2 separate regions of the Sus scrofa genome follow, and region 1 is linked to region 2. A link is a contact called in public Hi-C data. All regions are on one chromosome and are shown on one strand. The core of a region is the stretch at or near the end of the contact, and the rest is flanking DNA. Distances in the headings are between cores, read along the strand shown.

What was found. A called contact is a pair of places that touch in the nucleus more often than the background predicts.
Region 1: a contact with region 2 is called in a Hi-C map of liver, with 4 times the contacts expected there. The contact joins the promoter of TMEM154 here to the promoter of ARFIP1 in region 2. A contact is called at or near these places in 2 of 47 Hi-C or Micro-C datasets (liver and skeletal muscle) and 2 of 2 datasets of contacts at active chromatin or transcription factors (alveolar macrophages and skeletal muscle).

What each region holds. Positions count from the first base shown.
Region 1 is chr8:76,352,984-76,359,082 of Sscrofa11.1, reverse strand. It overlaps TMEM154 (transmembrane protein 154), which reads right to left and starts at 4,033. Exons shown (of 7, transcript XM_003482422.4): 1 at 3,816-4,033. The coding sequence starts at 3,903.
Region 2 is chr8:76,268,338-76,274,963 of Sscrofa11.1, reverse strand. It overlaps ARFIP1 (ADP ribosylation factor interacting protein 1), which reads left to right and starts at 4,536. Exons shown (of 9, transcript NM_001252233.1): 1 at 4,536-4,654.

The sequences.
Region 1 (6,099 bases), core at 2,784-5,283, 85 kb before region 2:
ATGTTCACCATCATTGTCATTACTAGCTGAACTTGGGACAGTCCCAGGAAAGAGCAGGTGGCAGTCACACATTGAAATAAGAACAGTATCAGAAAGTACAGCTTCATCTATGCAACTAGTATTTCCTTCCATTCTTTCTCTCCTTTTTAAGGTTCATCCAACAAGTATATGGTCCTTACTCTTCTTTTTTGTTTTGTTTTGTTTTGTCTCTTAGGGCCACACCCGCGGCATATGGAGGTTCCCAGGCTAGGGGTCCAATCGGAGCTACAGCTGCCAGCCTACACCACAGCCACGGCAATGAGGGATCCGAGCCGTGTCTGCGACCTACACCACAGTTCACGGCAATGTTGGATCCTTAACCCACTGAGCGAGGCCAGAGATCGAACTGAGTCCTCATGGATACTAGTCGGATTCGCTTCCGCTGTGCAACAGGAACGCTGGGTATTCTTAGCTATTCTTTTGTGGTTAAAATCCCACAAAAGCTATTTTCTCATTTCTCTCCTGGTGATTTCTGAGTGGATTATTTCACTTCAGATAGCACTCCTGCATCAGACTCTCTATCTACATAAAGCAAAAAGATACTGACTCAGCAGTAATGATGCTGGCTGCAGGGAACCTCAGGTATTAGATAAAGTTGCCTGTTTGTGGTTAATAAAAGCTTGATTTGAGACACATCCTAGAATATGCTTGCAAGGGAGAGAGTCAGGCTATTGGGTAGACTGGATTCTTCTACCAAACATCTCCTAGATATTTCTTGAAGAATTCAAGGAAATAAATACAAGTGTAACACCTGTAAAATAACTTACCCTCTAAAGTCTCAAGTGCTATTGGTTCAAAAGGATAGACCTTACTTAATTTTACAGTATATATTCAGTCCTTCATTTAAAATAGTCTTTCCTGGAGTTCTCACTGAGGCATAGTGGGTTAAGAATCTGACTGCAGCAGCTCCAGTCACTGCAGAGGTACGGGTTTGATCCCCAGCTTGGTGCAGTGGGTTAAAGGATTCAGCATTGCAGCAGCTGTGGCTTGAATTCAGTCCCTGGCCTGGGAACTTCCATATGCCAGGAGCATGGCCATAAAAAAAAAAAGCCTTTCCCTCGACTAATCTCAAAGTAAGGAACTCTGATGGTACAGCTGCTTGCAAGTGGGCAGTTGTGCATTTTCAGACACTGAATATCAAGGCAGGGCCCCAGGGGTGTGTGGGATGATCCCGGAAATCCCTGCATTCCCCCGAAATGCTTTCAACTTCTGCTCCTCCTGACATCCTGGCACAGCCTGCATTCGGGAGCTCATTGGCTTTAGTGATCAGCTTTCTAGGACGATTTTAGTGTTGATCAACAATGACTGGGAGTTCCTGTCGTGGCTCATCAGTAACGAACCCAACTAGCATCTATGAGGACGCAGGTTCGATCCCTGGCCTCACTCACTGGGTTAAGGTTCCGGCATTGCTGTGAGCTGTGGCGTAGGCCAGCAGCTGTCGCTCCAATTCAACCCATAGCCTGGGAAATTCTGTATGCTGCAGGTGCCACCCTAAAAAGCAAAAACAACAGTGACAGAGTTCCTCATCTACGCAGACCCCTTACAAGTTTTGGGGAAATCGCAGATGGATGAAAAAGAATTTTTCTTCTCCCTGGAGATGCTCACAGCTCACTCCCTGGGTAGGAGACAGGGACAGAGGCCCAGTTCTGCTTCCAAGGTGTTTGCTGTGTTGACAGCAGGTTAGCTCTGTGGGGGTGTAACAGGCAGGGCACCAGGGAAGGGAGAGAGAGAGAGAGACGCCTAGGAGCAGGTCACACCCAGTCTGGGCCTTTGAATGTTATATAGGAGTTCACTCAAGAGAAAAAAAGAAAATTGTCATCACTAGTGGCAAGTATCACAGAGGCCTGGGGCACAGGCTCCACCTGTTCGGAGTGACTGAGGGGTTGCGGATGGAGAGGAGCTCGACAGGAGGAGTTGCCGTGGAGAAGAGGTTGGAGGGAGGCCGGGGAAGGGGTGGTCGTAAATGAGGAGCAACAGAAGCTCTGGAAGGGGAAGGGTCACTGATCAGGGGAGAGAACGTCACTGAGTCTCTTCTGTAGTCCTTGTGCATCTCCTGAATTGCAGACACTGTGACTCTATCATTTTCTTCTCTTTTTTTTTCTTTTTAGGACCGTACCTGCAGCATATGGAGGTTCCCAGGCTAGGGGTTGAATCAGAACTGCAGCTGCCAGCCTACACCACGGCCACGGCAACATCAGATCTGAGCTGCCTCTTTGACCTATACCATAGCTCACGGCAATGCGGGATCCTTAACCCACTGAGCAAGGTCAGGGATTGAACTCATAACCTCATGGTTCCTAGTCGGATTCGGAGAGACCCTGGAGTCCAGGTCAGGAGGGCTGACTGGTGGTGGGTTCCACTTTCCTCTATCTGTTTCTTCACCTGCACCTCCAGCACCACTGCACCCCCAGAATAGCAGTAGCCTTAGCACAGGTTGAATTGCATTATTTTTTTCCCCTCGTTTTTGGCCTCACAGCACAAAAAAGGCGAGGCTGGGGATCACATCCAAACCACAGTTGCAACCTAAGCCACAGCTGCAGCAATGCCAGATCCTTAACCCATTGTGTCGAGCTGGGGAGCGAACCTGCATCCCAGCGCTCCTAAGACACCGTGGATCCTGTGACACCACAGTGGGAGCTCCTGAGCTGCATCGTCTTTAAGTTCCCTTCCAGCTCCAAAACTTGGTGCATTAAGAAACATGTTATCCCCAAACTCACTTGGAACATGAACCTCTATTGCAACCAAACATCCTTCCAGTTGGAATGGTTGGCCTCTCACTTTCCATCTCCGGGGCCTAGTGAGACCACAGGGAGAAGCACCCAGAGAAAGGGAGATGGGTAGGGTGCCACTGCCAGTCTCCAGGGGGCAGCCTCTCTGTGAGGTACTATCTGATTTCTCCCATCCTGTTTAAAGAACCACTGCTTGAGACCATTCTTTGTGGTCCAATACTGCATTAGCAGCAGGCAGTGTCCACTGACAGGAACCACAGGCAACTAGTTTATTTACCCAAAGGGCAAATCCACCCAACGGTAAGAGGCAGTGCAGGACGACTGCCCTTGCTGTAGCAACCGTCAGCATATAAAATCAATTGCCTCTCTTAACTCAAAATTACGAGATTTAATATTTTGTCTTTTCTGGTGCCTTTGATTCGCTGCAATCACCTTACTCCTTAAAACAAATCTTCATGAGTGACAATCAATGCAAAGAAAATCTCTCCCAAAGTAACAAGATCAAAGAAAAACAGATGAAAGACTTTATAAATTAGAGGAGACGCCTGGTAATTCCTCAGATAGTTTCCTGTTTACATTTTTTCCTTTTTTTAAACTTTCGATGTTTTAATTTACTTTCCAGGAGTCAATTTCCATACCCCAGTTTTTTTCCAGGAGTTTTTAGAACCAGCTAACTTCTCAGCCCACGTTAGTAAAAGTAAACTCCTTATTCCTGTTTCAGCTGATGGAAACAGTCTCTTACCGGAACTGCCAAAGAGCTGATCGTTTTCTTAATGTGCCCATTAAAGCCGGTAAATAACTGGGACCCACACATCTTAGAAAACAAAGATCTGGGGAAGCTGGAGGTGGATTAGCCAGCTGTAATCCTAGCCAAGCCCCTCCTCCCCCCATACCCCCAAAAGACAGCTCCACTTTTCTCTACTTTTTTCACAGAAAAGATTGGATTTTTCTGACCATTTCTCTCCCCGGCAGAGTTCTGTAGCCTGGGGCACCAAGCAAGCCTTCATTATCTTCCTTGCCTGGCAGGGAAAGCCTAGAGGTGCTTACCCTGCTCCTGGCTGGTGGGGAGGGACGCGATGACCAGGGCGACGACGAGGGCGGCTCCGGGAGCCTGGGGGTCCGCGCTCCGCAGCATGATGCTGGTCGCACTTTCAGCCCTGCAGAAACGTGAACATTTCCTGTTTCCTGCTTGTTTGGGTCGGTGCTAACTTAAAGGAGAGGTGTTTGCCTGTTTTTTAGGAAGTGATGTAATTCTGCAGGAGCCTGTCAGACCAGCAAGAATTGCAAAAGAGAAGTTGTTCTTCAAGCACTGATTCAGTCAGCACGCCTTGCAAGCCCTTTTCCGTCCCAGCCCTGCGTGGGCTCTATCTGTTGAAACGGTCCCCATGGAAGCAGAGTCCACTTGCTCGGATATCATGCAGGATCTGGGACCGGGGGGCCCGGACCACACGCGTGCTTTGTGATTTTTACCCAACCCCCAAGTCAGCCTCAGGGGCTTCCTGGAGTGGAGAGCAGAACTTTCTGAGAGGATGGAACTGTTCTGATTCTGTGCTGTCCAAGGCAGGAGCCATGAGCCACACAGGCTACTGAGCACCTGAAACAGGGCCAGCTTGAACGGAATGCTTAGCTTTTCTTTTTATTAATTTAAATTTAAGTAACTCCATTGGCTAGCGGCTATGCATTGGATAGCGCAGACAGCGCAGGTCTAGACAGCAGGGACACCTGTGCCATCAGGAAATGGCCAACCCAGCTCTCTGCAGCCAGGTACATCCTGGTCCCCAGGCCCTGAGTGCCCCCAGTGTCCAAGCCCTCAGGAGAAAAAGGATAATGCTGAACCCATGTCTGAAGTGTGTGTTCTGCTTGTCCAGCGAGAAATCCTCTTGTTATGTTTGATTTCTTTCTTTTTTCTTTTTTTTCCTTCATAAAGACTTTATTTTTTATTTTATTTTATTTTTTGCTTTTTAGGGCCTCACCCACAGCATATGGAGGTTCCCAGGCTAGGGATCGAATCGGAGCTGCAGCTGCCGGCCTACCCCAGAGCCACAGCAACGCGGGATCCTTAACCCACCGGGCAAGGCCAGGGATCGAACCCACAACCTCATGGTGCCTAGTCAGATTCGTTTCCGATGTGCCACAACGGGAACTCCAAGACTTTATTTTTTAGAGCCGTTTTACGTTCACAGCAAAATTAAGAGGAAAATAGAGATTTTTCACGTGCCTCCCCCAAACAAACACAGCCTCCCCATTATCAACTCCCCAGCAGAGTAGTACTTTCGTTATAATTGATCAACACATGGGTACATCACAACCACCCCAAGTTCATCGTTTACATTAGGGTTCACTCTTGGCGGTATATATTTTATGGGTTTGGTAATAATGACATGTATCATCGTCATAGCATCCAACGGAGTAGTTTCCCTGCCCTGAAAATGCTCCATCCACCTGTTTATGCACCTGTTCTTCCACCCCTCACCACCACCTTAGCCCCTGACCACTGCTGATCTTCTTATTGTCTCCATAGTTTTGCCTTTTCCAGAATGGTAGATAGTTGGATAATTGGACTCATAAAGTGTCCAGCTCTTTGAACTTGGCCTCTTTCACTTGGTAATATGCACGTAAGTGTCCTCTACATCTTCTCCTGGCCTGATAGCTCATTTGCTTTTAGTGCTGAATAATAATTCCTTTGTCTGGATGGACCACAGTTAACTTATCCACTTACGACGGACATCGCAGTTGCTTCCAAGTTTTGGCAATTAGGAATAAAGCTGCTGGAAACATCTGGGGGCAGCGATTTGTGTGAACACACGTTTTCAACTCCTTTGGGAAAATACCAAGAAGCTGAATTGCTGGATGTATGGCTAAGAGAGGAATGGTCTTTTAAAAGGCCCATTTCCAAAGCAGAATATCCTCTCGGAGGGGAAAAGTGAGTCTGTATTTGACCTTTCTCCCTTCTTGAATACCATTTGCTCAGAGGTCATTAACAACAAACCAAATAGAACCCAGGTGGGTTAGAACGGAGGTGGAAATCCTACTGAACTAAAACCAAGGAAGGAGGTGGTAGTTTATACCAGTGTTTGGAGCGATTCGATAGAGCAGGTTAGGTTTTGTGTGTTCAGCTGAAGTGAAGGGCCTAAGCATCCCAGACTGGAATATCACAATTATGTTGGTTGTGGTGCCAAGAGAGACAGGCAGATAGAGAGAGGCATCAGACAGCCATCTCATCTCTAGCCCTTTGTCTGCAAGTCATTGTGAGTCACCAACTTCCCATAGTTGCCATCATCAGTGATCTGGCTGGTGTAAACCCAGAAGGTGACTGGACGCCTCAGCCTCT
Region 2 (6,626 bases), core at 3,287-5,786:
TATGTTTTTGTTTTTGTTTTTGCTTACCAAAACAACAGTATCTAGCATTTGCCAGGATGCAGTAATATAGGTTGTTAGGAGGTACATAAATTGGTACAAAACTCATGGAGGGCAAATTAGTAATAAAACACGAAAATCTTAAAAATGCGTATAACTTTTATCAAGTCCACACTGAGGGATTTACATCCCTGCCCCCCAAAATTATAAATGTAAAAATAATCTATTTTACAAATATATTCATCTTCTATTACTGTGCAACAAATGAACATACATTTGGTGGCTTAAAACAATACCCATTTATTATCTCACAGTTCGGTAGCCAGAAGTCCAGGAGGGCTGAACTGAGTCCTCTGCTTTGGGTTTTCCAGGGCAGAAATCAGGACATCAGTCAGGATGGGCGCTTATCTAGAGGTTGAGGAAGTATCTATCTCCAAGTTCATCCAGGTTATTTTCAGAATTCAATTTCTATGGTTGTTGAACTCAGGTCTCGGGGTTTTTTGTTGGCTGTGAGCAGAGCCTCCTCCAGCAGGAGAAATGGTTCACGTAACCTAATTAAACTTAAAAACTTTTGGACAGCAAAGGAAAACACTGACAAAATGAAAAGCCATTTTGGTATGGTAGGTAGGTAGCCATTTTGGAATAGGAAGAAATATTTGCCAATGATACGATGGAGAAGGGGTTAATATCCAAAATATATAAGCAGCTTACACAACTTAATATCAAAAAACAACCCATTTAAAAATGGGGAGAAGACGTGGTTGGATCTTTTTCCAAAGAAGATACACAGATGGCCAACAGGCACATGAAAAGATGCTCAGAATTACTAGCCATCAGAGAAGTGCAAATTAAAATCATAATGAGATATCACATCTGTCAGAATGTCATCAAAATGTCTACAAATACTAACAAATGTTGGTGAGGATGTGGAGAGAAGGGAACCCTTGTACACTGTTGTTGGGAATGTAAATTGGGGCAGCCGCTATGGAAAATAGTATGGAGGTTCCTCAAACTAAAGACAGAACTACCATATGATCTGGTCATTCCAGAACCATTAATCAGTATCCTCTAACAAAGGGTTTGCCTCCAGAGAACTATACTGTGCAATCAGTAACTAAATATCGCTCTCTCTCTTTTTTTTTTTTTTTTTTTTGCTTTTTAGGGCCACACCTGCACAGCATATGGAGGTTCCCAGGCTAGGGTTCCAATCAGAGCTAGAGCTGCTGGCCTGCACCACAGCCACAGCAACGCCAGATCCAAGCCTCATCTGCCACCTACACCACAGCTCACGGCAATGCCTCATCCTTACCCCACTGAGGGAGGCCAGGGATCGAACGCACATCCTCATGGATTTTAGTTGGGTTCGTTAACCACTGAGCCACGAAGGGAACTCCAAGCTAACTAAATATCTCTTAATGAAAAGGAAGCTGTAGATAAAGACTGATGAAATTATTGTGATACTATGAGAATTCCCCTAGAAAAGATCGGAAGGTAGTACCTTCTTTCTTTTTGAGGAAATAATATTGATAAGTAGCATACAGTATACAACATCTAAAGCAAAAAGGTGGCACGTGCACTTAATTCATTCAGAAAGGAAAATTAACATCCTTCAACCTGTTGTCTTCTTTCCTTCCTTGTCAATAAATAAGAGATAAGCTGCCAGGGTTCCCCACAAGCCAAGTGAATAAACAGTACTTGATTTTTCTTTTTTCTCTTTATTATTTAAATTTTTTTTGTCTTTTTAGGGCTGCACCAGCAGCACATGGAAGTTCTCAGGCAAGGGGTCGAATCTGATCTGTAGCTGCCAGCCTTTGCCACAGCCACAGCAATGCCAGATCCAAGCCGCATCTGCGACCTACACCACAGCTCATGGCAATGCCAGATCCATAACCCACAGAGCGAGGCCAGGGATAGAACCTGCATCCTTATGGATATTAGTCGGATTTGCTACTGCTGAGCCACATCTGGAATTCCAGTACCTGATTTTTCTAAAGCTGAATAATAGCCAAAACAGAGCAAAGGTAAATGAATAAATAAGCCCCATGTAGTGAGTATATTATGACAGGAAGTTATTCCATTTTTTTCTTACCCCTCCAAACATAACACTAATAAAAGCAAAACAGTAATCTATATTCTTCCTAAAGAGAATGGGCAGGCAGAATTCCTCAAGCTGTAGGAGAAAGAGAAAAGGGGGGAAGGGAGACAGCAAGAGAGCGAGAGCACGAGAGAGCGAGCGAAAAAATAAAACAAAACCTCATCTCAACAGGGTCAGCTTTAAAATAAAGTTTTTGAGTTAGAATGAAAAAATTTCCCCCGATCCAAAGAATACTGGCTACTGCTTCTTTTTCCCAAAGTAAGTGCCTAGAATTTCACTGTTTTCCATCACCAGCTGAAGTAGCTTGCAGTGTATCCGTTCCAGTCAGCCTACTTTCTAATTTCCCTTGGGGAAGCAGAACTCATAGGACGATTAATCTTGTGTACAGCCTTGCACAGCATAACACCACGTATAAGGACTATTAATGCAAAATACCAGAATTGCAGCAGACCAAAGAGCACCTAAAATGACTGACAGCACCTTCACCAAGCAGAAGTTAGCATTAGTCTCAAGTCCATCAGAAGCTCTATCAAAACCAGCAGCTGCCAAGAAAACTATTCAGCTAAGGACAAATAATCAAAGCAAGTGTCCACCATTCTAATAAAAGAAACACCTCTGAGCCTAAAAGTTTAATAGATTTCTTCAGCGAAGTCAAGAGTCCCCAGTCTCAAGAGACATCTGGCAGGAGTCCTTAGGGCACCAGCCAGATCAAACAGTTAAGCATCATTCAAGTATCACTGTACACAGCTATGAACATCTTCCTAATCACTCCTCTGAAACTCTAAGAAGAACACTTGTACTTGGCTACTAAGTTCCATTCTTAAGTTCCTATTTAACAAGAGCAGAGCAGTACTTATTTTAGATTGGGGTCCTTTCCTTACAATTGAGAAGACTAACCAGATGGCCTGGAAAAGGAATATCCACAGTAAACTGTTAGAACTCTATGCATTACTTTTATATATATTCACTCTTTCTTTTTCTTTTTTTGGTTAAGGACAGAGCCATTTAAGATAAGGACCCTTTAACCACAGATTAATGTTTTAGGATTTCATTATGGTTTTGCAGAGGTGTCCTGGAGAGCTCGGATAATAAATATTGTTATTTACTTTTGAAACATTTGTGGTGTCATGGGTTTTTACTGTTCACAGATATGCGGACGATATCTACAGGGATGTACCATTCACTACGCTGAAACTCTCCCCCTCAATTTGGAGAAGCAGAGTTCTGCCTTTGGGCGCTTAGTCAATAAAAATGGCTTGTTGATTAATGCAGCAAGGCAGGTGAGTAGTACAAGTCTAAAGAGAGGGAGATCCCACAGAGAGTACTGTTACCTTTAGCATTTCTGCAAGTGAAATGGCGGTGAAAACGAGCACCCAAGAGCTGTCAAAGGAAAAGCAGTCCAGAACTTTGAAGGGAGATGTGCGCGGGGTGGATCACGGGTCTGTATTGTGTGTAAATGAGCTTCAGGTTTCTCTGCATACAGCGCTGGGGACAGGGAGAACATCCGAGGTACAGGTTGGAGCCTCCTCTTAGGAAACTACAAAGGGCTCTGAAAGAAAGGTTGTTCAGCGGTTTCTGTAGGCAGGGCAGTAATCTGTTTAAGTAACGGGGCGAGCAAAGCTAGCAGAAACTGGTCACCTGGATGAAGAAAGGGAAGCAGGAAAGCAAAGTATCATGGATCCACTGCCTGCGAGCGAGCAGAGCAGAAATGATCACAAAACAGAACAGGTCGTAAGAACTCAGGGACGCAGGGCAAGGGGTTCTGGTCTTCCTGAAGGGGGTGGGCGTGAGTGACGTGGCCAGAGTGGGTCCTTCCAAGCACTGGGGAAGAAGGAAGAGTCAGGCGCCCGCATCCCCTATACTCCATAAATTCTGCATTCTCTCCCCGCCCCCCCCCAAGGGGCTGGAATAACCTTCTATATGCTCTCCGGCAGCTGAGAAATAAGCTTTGGCTCTCCTAGGAGGGCCAGGCGGTGAGCTACCTTCAACCTCCAACCCTCCCGCCACCGGCTCACCGTCTGTTGCCGGGCGCGGGGCGCGGAGGGGGCGGGGGGGGGCGCGCCTAACGTCCGAGGCTGGGGTGTGTGAGTGAGAAAGAAAGGATGCTGAAGGCTTCTGGACCTCCGACCACTCAAGACCAGCCTACGAGTCTCCCCGCGAGCTTGCAACTCTGGCAAGTGCTTCTTTACCCGCGCTCACACCCCTTGGTGATCCCACCGCAGCTAGAAAATTACCCGGGCAACGGCGCCGGCTGAGTCCCGGATGTGGTTGCTAGGGCCGCAGAGGGAGGGGCGGGGCCCGCCTCCCGGAGGGCGGTGGAGGGGGCCTTGGGGGAGGTGCGCCGGCACCATCGAGACGCGGCTGGGCCGGCCAGATCGAGGGAGAGAGAGGCCGTCCAGAGCCACGGACAACGCTACTTCCGGTCCCCTCACTTCCGGCTCCGCTGCTCTCGGCTCGGGGGTTGCAGGCCGGGTTGGGAGGCCGCGGCTCTGCGTGTCCTCGGCCGTCGGTCAGGGTGAGGCTGTGACAGCTGCACTTGCTCCCCGCCCCCGCGGAGCCGAGGTGCGTGGGGGGGAGGGTAGGAAGGAGGAGGCTCAGGTCGCGTTTCCGCTCACTTGGGGCCAGGGCTGAGGCAACTCTGGAGAGCAGAAGGCAGGGCTGATACTCGACGTGAGAACCGCTGGCTTCTCCGCGGACAGGTGAAGGCGGAGATGGCCGGCGGGGAAGAGGCGGGGGAAGGCGGCTGGGAGGGGTTGACGGGGCGGGACACGTTGCCGCTGGGGCTCTCAGTTCCGGACTTTCACTGGGCACTTCTGTCCTTAGTCCGTGCCATCTGTCTCTGCTCAGGTATTCGGCCTTGGATCTCTGCCCCTTCCTCCCTTCTGTCCCACCTGCGTGTGCCGGGTGAAGAGGTAGGACCGGCCCTCCTGGGGCGGCGCCCTCCCGGTTTTGCACGCATCGAGTGGGAAAAGGGGTGGCAGGATCCAGGAGTGGGTCCACTCGGAGTGGGCCACCGTCAGGTTTGGGGGTCCAGCCTTTACGGTTCTCTGCCTTTCCCCGCATCCCGCACTTCTCTCCTCCGCAGTGGGAGGGAGGGAGACGCGGTAGTCCCTGCGAGAGGCTCTTCGGGCAGTGGTGCAGGGAGGCGCCCCGCCTGTGAAAGGTCCTGAGCCTTGCTCAGCTTACGCGGACCGCCAAGGAATGCTGGAGTTGGGAAGGAAGTTGTGCTGGCGTCTCGTCCGTTCCTCTTTGCCAAGTTACTACTGTTTACGTGTCTAGGAAAAAGGATTTTTTTTGTTTTGTTTTAAAGAACTGTTTCTAGACGCTTTTCCCTTTTACTTATTACTTCCTTTGTTTTTTTCTTATCTCCCTCTCGAACCCTTTGATCTCAAAAAAGTTTGTAGTCTGCACTTCCTGCAGATCCTTTAGCCGCCCCCTTTTAGGATTTCTGTCCCCCTCCCTTCATTTTTTCCTAGATTAAAGCATGTCATTTCTCTAACTCTGTTCTAAAGGGAAAAAATGGAAGAGTTGCAGGACTTCTCGTGAACTTGTGTTTTCACTTGCAAGTGTGGCAGGTGTGTGTTCACATTGCAATTTAATTAGCTTTTTTGGCATGGGAACGTGCGCCGGAATTGGTTACGTTAAATCATTCCTGTGTCAAGTCTGCAGGGATTGGCTATTTTATCGCTGCTGTCTCAGAGTGAATACAACAGATTCTACGTCACTATTGTTTTAAATTCACTTTTCTTTTGTTAGTCCTGTGGGGTTTTTTGGTTTGTTTGTTTTTCCTTTCTTTTCTTTCTTTCTTTCTTTTTTTTTTTTTGCTTTCCTTGCTAACATGGCCAACACTTTCTCCCAACCACTACATCTAACACTCCATTAGCTGAGAAAATATGTCTCATTTTATTTTATTTTCTGGGTTAAAATCTCTGCCTCAGTTACTTTCATCTTTTCAGATTGATAAATTAGTTTGCCTTAATCCTGGGTTGTGCTTTGGGGTTCCATGGTCTAGGGGTCAGTGACTTTCAGGGTGTTTCCTCACCCCTTCACCCCCCCCCAATTATGGTTGAAAAGTTTTGTTTGAGTGCGTTTTCAACCCCGCTGGGGAGAATGTCCATTTTTTTTTATCAAATTCTCAAAAGAGGTATATAACCTTCAGATAGACTAAAAGGCACTCCTTAGGTAGTGTCTTTTTGAAGTTAATGAAACTTTTTTTTTTTTTTTTTTTTTTGTCTTTTGTCTTTTTGTTGTTGTTGTTGTTGTTGCTATTTCTTGGGCCGCTCCCGCGGCATATGGAGGCTCCCAGGCTAGGGGTTGAATCGGAGCTGCAGCCACCAGCCTACGTCAGAGCCACAGCAACGCGGGATCCGAGCCGCGTCTGCAACCTACACCACAGCTCATGGCAACGCCGGATCCTTAACCCACTGAGCAAGGGCAGGGACCGAACCCTCAACCTCATGGTTCCTAGTCCGATTCGTTAACCACTGCGCCACGACGGGAACTCCAGAAGTTAATGTAACTTTTTGTGTGGAGC